Linked DNA regions of Mus musculus: region 2 is linked to region 1. Evidence: chromatin contacts called from public HiChIP or PLAC-seq data. All regions are on one chromosome and are shown on one strand. Each heading gives the region's core, a stretch centred on a gene start, on an enhancer-like site or on the middle of the called end of the contact. The rest is flanking DNA. Distances are from core to core; before and after follow the strand shown.

Evidence for each region. HiChIP or PLAC-seq counts read pairs in DNA pulled down with a chosen protein or histone mark.
Region 2: an H3K27ac HiChIP or PLAC-seq map of the NIH/3T3 cell line shows a contact between it and region 1, with 9 times the contacts expected there. The contact joins two enhancer-like sites. A contact is called at or near these places in 12 of 39 promoter capture datasets (the 3T3-L1 cell line, 3T3-L1-derived adipocytes, the C10 cell line and 8 more), 31 of 484 Hi-C or Micro-C datasets (the Ba/F3 cell line, the C10 cell line, CD4 T cells and 23 more), 4 of 115 datasets of contacts at active chromatin or transcription factors (the NIH/3T3 cell line, astrocytes, bone marrow-derived dendritic cells and 1 more) and 1 of 9 other capture datasets (liver).

What each region holds. Positions count from the first base shown.
Region 1 is chr12:79,353,402-79,356,044 of GRCm38.p6, forward strand. All of the region lies in intron 7 of Rad51b (RAD51 paralog B), which reads left to right. Among named protein-coding and RNA genes, the nearest start is that of Rad51b, 57 kb to the left of the region's middle. Within about 2 kb of position 1,355, at least 56 of the 459 cell types and tissues checked have an H3K27ac peak or open chromatin away from gene starts, as enhancers often do. A contact at or near this core is called in the HL-1 cell line, the NIH/3T3 cell line, embryonic fibroblasts and 2 more, where this site is marked.
Region 2 is chr12:80,378,586-80,381,228 of GRCm38.p6, forward strand. The region is part of intron 5 of Dcaf5 (DDB1 and CUL4 associated factor 5); the gene reads right to left. Among named protein-coding and RNA genes, the nearest start is that of Mir1843a, 12 kb to the right of the region's middle. Within about 2 kb of position 1,341, at least 137 of the 459 cell types and tissues checked have an H3K27ac peak or open chromatin away from gene starts, as enhancers often do. A contact at or near this core is called in the HL-1 cell line, the NIH/3T3 cell line, embryonic fibroblasts and 2 more, where this site is marked.

The DNA of each region.
Region 1 (2,643 bases), core at 105-2,604:
AAATGGCAAAAGTGAAATTTTTTAATAAAAAGGCATAAATTCAGAATACTGATGACAACCGGGCAGCTGCCTGGTGGGAAGATGGCTTCTACTGCCCCCGTTGTGTCTCGTCTTCTGGGGCTACTGGAGTGCAGCAGCTGTGTAGAAAGCAGCAACATTCACGTCAGCATGTTCTAGTCACTGAATGTGTGAGACCAGCGTCTGACAGTGTTGTTTGCTTGGTGAAGGTCACTTCTTGGTGATTGTGCTTTGGTGTGTCTGTCTCCAGCATGGTTATTTACACCTTCAAGACCTAATCTAGCCAGGCACTGTCAAAGCTTCATAGACAGATACCATCACTCTGTAGATTAGGGTTTCAACAGAGAATTTTGGGAGAGATGTAAAATTTTAGTCCACAGCAAATTATCAGATTAGAGATATTCCACCCACCCCCCATCTTCCTTTCTTATTGCTGGGAATTATCTCTAGGGTCCTGGCATGCCACTGAGTTACATTAATAGCTTTCTAGACAGAAAAAGTGCTAATTAAAAGAGTAGTTGGCAGGTTCATAGGCACGCATTTCATAGCCATGCCTTGTAACCTACACAGTGTGTGTGTGTGTGTGTGTGTGTGTGTGTGTGTATTCTTTTGCATTTATCAAATGTTTTATTTTTATTTTTTAAAGTCATGGTGTTTTGCTGGTTAAATATATTCCAACTTGAATCGTTTTAGAACTTTTGCTTATGTTAAGTTGCAGGAGAAAGCACTGGAGATGCTGGCTTAGCCAAACTATCATCTCTTACATTCCCACTTTATTCAGCCATTCACTTTTTTACTGTAACTTTCTTGAAGCCAAGTTACAGTCAAATGAAGGAAACATGTTAATAAAACCGTAAGTGTGAGGAGTGGAAAGAGATAGATTAAGAAAGAGAGAGTTGTCATCTGGGAAACACAACACCAGTGAGGTAGAGACCTTTCCCACGGTCTGTGTCCCGTGTCTGCCCCAGGTTTCCATTACTCCACTCAGACCCATTGTCCAGGTCAAAAGCGTTCTAGCTGGTCTGGCCCCCGACATTTAAGTATTCATTACCTCAGTCAGTGCATGCATATCTGTATTTAATGATGTTTGTGCTTGCTTACTTAGGGCTTTTAAACTCTTTGCCGTTTTAGAATTCAGGGTCATCAGTGTGTGTATGTGGGATAAACCCCCAACCAAACAGAAAACTATGATTTCCCCTTTCATCTGTGTCCCATGTTATACCAATGTTCCCTGAAAATAGCAACAGTTTTCTGGGAAAGGTCCCGACTGAGGCTGTTCTCACCCTTTACCCCGGCTCTCCAATTCATGTTTCCATCTTCCAGTGTGGTCATGTGCTTGCCCAAGCCTGGCTTGTGAACCGTGGAGGATATTCGTGGGGTTTTGTTTTTTAAGCCATACACTGTGCACATGATGCAGTATTTAATTTGGAACGAGCTCCAAGTTGAGTCACACGTGCTTCTTGTGGTGTTTATCTTGGAGTCCACATGTAGGAGGAAAGTATTTTTGCATTTTATACATCTGGACACTGTTCATGGTCTTTCTGTGACTTGGGAATTGTGTGTGGGGCAAAATCCAAGGAATAGTATTAAAATAACACGGAGTTATAATGAGGTCCGAGTGCAGCCCCTCAGGAGTACCCTTCTGATCCCCGCAGAGTTTGACTTTGGACGTGGTGAACTTTTTCAGCTGTGTGGTTCACTGGTGGCCTGAGTAGATTGGTGGACTATAAATTACCCGACACCCTCCCATGCAGTCCGTGTGCTGCTAGACATGAAGTCTAAACGTCTTTGGCAAATTTGGTTCTTTAAGGGGAGTGTTTTGACTTGATTTTGTATGGGGCAAGATAGGCAAACTGAGTTCTGCTCACGGCTGCCCTGCCTGCTAATCCACTGCACCTTATGAGACTTTTTAGGGTCTCTCATTGATCTTCTGCTCCTCCCTCAGTTCATGCATCCAGAACTACAGTGACCCCGAGACCATCTCAGGCTGTGTGTGAGGGTTGAGGGCGATGGAGGTGATGGTGGTGTCCGTCGTGTCTGCTGACTTTATCCTTTTTATGATCTCACACAGGAGGTTGTCATTTAAAACAGGGTAAATGTGATGTGGTTGCTCCAGTGCCAGGTTTTGGGTAGGGGTCTGCTAGAATAGGGCAGGTGAGAAGAGCGTATAGAATGTTGCTGCTCTGAGTGAGATTGCATACGGACAGTGGATAGGGTTGCTTCTTTGTCCCTCAGCCTGGTTTCCTTTAGTATCTGCATGAATTCTGTAATGCAGATGCAAGCTGGGAAGGCAGAGTAAAGCTTCAAATGGACTGGCCCTTGAATGAAAGAGGGCAATGTGTTGTCCATCATTTGGGTGGAAAGCTGTTTGGATCTTTACTTTCTATATAAGGGCTGTTTGCTTTTCCCTTCTTTCAATGTATTAAAGAGAAGAAAAATCTAATAAAGTAATTGGACCTACTGGTTATAATTCATACAGAATTTTCAAGTGTGTTTAATAGTGGTCTCTCATACAACTTTAAAGAAATGAATAATTGGAGAGGAAGGGTCACAGTTGTGTTGTAGTTTGGGACCCAGCAGAGTCCGAGGAGGTTTGAGTGATTGGGTGAACTGCTCATCTGGGAG
Region 2 (2,643 bases), core at 91-2,590, 1.0 Mb after region 1:
AGAGTGGCTTTGGTCATGGTGTCTGTTCATGGCAGTAAAAGCCTAACTAAGACATACAGTATATTCTGGTTCACTTATTATGCTATAGTGTAGTGTGTGTTTTATGTGTATATGTGAATGTCTATGTATATGTCTGTGCACCATGCATAAGTCTGGTGGCCAGAAGAGGGCACTGGATCTCTTGGAACTGGGGTTAATGACAGCCACCAGAGAGATGCTGGGAATCTCAAGCCCAAGTTTGCAACAGCTCTTAACCTCTGAGCCATCTCTCCAGCCCTTCCAAGTGCTCATAACTGAGCCGTCTCCCCAGTCCCTCAACAGAATTCTTGATTACCTGGGCCTTATCTCACAGAGGGGTGGTTACCCATGCCACAACCATGTTCTCTTTTATATCTCTGATTCACTGAAGTCAGGCTATGTGAGTATCATTTGTATAGCTTTACTAAGCGGTTATATGTTCTTATTGCATTATTTTTTCTGTAGTTTCATAATGTTTATAACATTTTTAAAGTCATGAAGTGTGATGTTTGCATATGCTCTACCCAGGGAATGGCAGTATTAGAATGTGTAGCCCTGTTGGAGTAGGTGTGGCTTTGTTGGGAGTCATGTGTCACTGTGGGTTTAAGATCCTCATCCTAGCTGCCTGGAAGCCAGTCTCCCACTAGCAGTCTTCAGATGAAGATGTAGAACTCTCAGCTCCTCCTGCACCATGCCTGCCTGGATGCTGCCATGCACCCGCATTGATGATAGTGGACTGAACCTCTGAACCTGTAAGCCAGCCCCAATTAAATACTGTCCTTATAAGAGTGGCCTTGGTCATGGTGTCTGTTCATGGCAGTAAAAGCCTAACTAAGACATACAGTATGCTTCTAAATGACTTCTTTTGCTGATGAGGTCCTGACTTGCCTGAAGATGACCTACAGGAAGAATGGCCCTGAAAACGTTCATGCAGGAGCAGCTGCCAACCTGGCATGGTCATAAACACAACCTGCCAACACCAGCCGCAGCCATGCCTACTTTACCCTCCCAAAGCAATCTTCTCACCAAGGGAGGAATGCTGTGGTACTGCGGCTGTGTGCAGAAACAAGGTTTGGATAAAACATCGTGCCATCCTCCTGGGTGGAATGGATGGAAGACAGCAAAGACAAAAACCATCCCCAGAACTCCAAGTACCAAGGAGGAGTCTAGAATCCCAAGTCCCCAAATGATAAACCCAGCAAAGAAATAAATGATCTTATAATGTCTTGAATACAAGCCACACTCACTCACTCATACACAGAGAATGAAAGGACTGGGCAGCTGGAGCCCAGGCATTTCCTTTATAGGGAGCCCTGGCCACCACAGGCATGCGGTGCTATCTAAACACTGAGTTCAAAAACAATGAAAGGCTTTCAATCTACAGTCAGCATGGAGCTTGCAACTCAGCCAGAATCTGTGGAACTGAGGGTGGGTGAGGGGTGGAACAAGACTCAACAGAAACAAACTTGGCCAGCACAGCCAGCCCAGCAGAGCCCAGCAGAGCCCAGCAGAGCCCAGCACAGCCCAGCACAGCCCAGAACAGCACAGCCCAGCCCAGAACAGCCCAGAACAGCACAGCCCAGCACAAGAGCACAGCCAAGCACAGCACAGCACAGCACAGCACAGCACAGCACAGAACAAGAGCACAGCCAGCACAGCGCAGCGCAGCACAGCACAGCCCAGCACAGCACACACAGCACAGCACAGCACAAGAGCACAGCCAGCGCAGCGCAGCACAGCACAGCACAGCCCAGCACAGCACAAGAGCACAGCACACACAGCACAGCACAGCACAAGAGCACAGCACAGCACAACGCAGCGCAGCGCAGCACAGCGCAGCGCAGCACAGCACAGCACAAGAGCACAGCGCAGCACAGCACAGCACAGCACAAGAGCACAGAGCAGCACAGCGCAGCGCAGCGCAGCGCAGCCCAGCCCAGCCCAGCCCAGCCCAGCACAGCACAAGAGCACAGCGCAGCACAGCACAAGAGCACAGCGCAGCACAGCACAAGAGCACAGCGCAGCACAGCACAAGAGCACAGCACAGCACAGCACAAGAGCACAGCGCAGCACAGTACAGCACAGCACAGCACAGCACAGCACAGCACAGCACAGCACAGCACAGCAGCAGGGTTGACATCAGCTCAAGTCCCTGACAGGAAGCAGGGGCCTCTGCTAAACTCCCTTCTCATCAGTTAATAGTTATCCTCTCTGTCCATTCCAGTCAGGCCTGAAGAGGAGCCTGCCCATCACTGGCCCACGGGTCTATTCTATCCCCACCCAAGATCCTTGACCTGGCATTTATAATTTGGTTAGAGTGCAGGAGTGTGGCTCCAGTAACTTTTCTTCTTCCTGCATTTCTGGGTAAGAAGATTAATCTTTCAACCAAGGAGAGTGCACAAGAACCTGATGTAGTTAGGAGTACATCGTAGAGAACAAAATGTGATTCCTTCCAGAAGAATGGATGGATACATCTCAGCAGGAGTTTATGCAGCTGGCCATTTATAGTGAGAATAAGGAATGATCTATTTTGCCAAGAGAAAAGGCTTTCTTCCCACCGCCTCCCCAAGCCCCCTGAGACAAGGTTTCTCTGTGTAGCCTTGGCTGTTTGGCTGTCCAGGAACT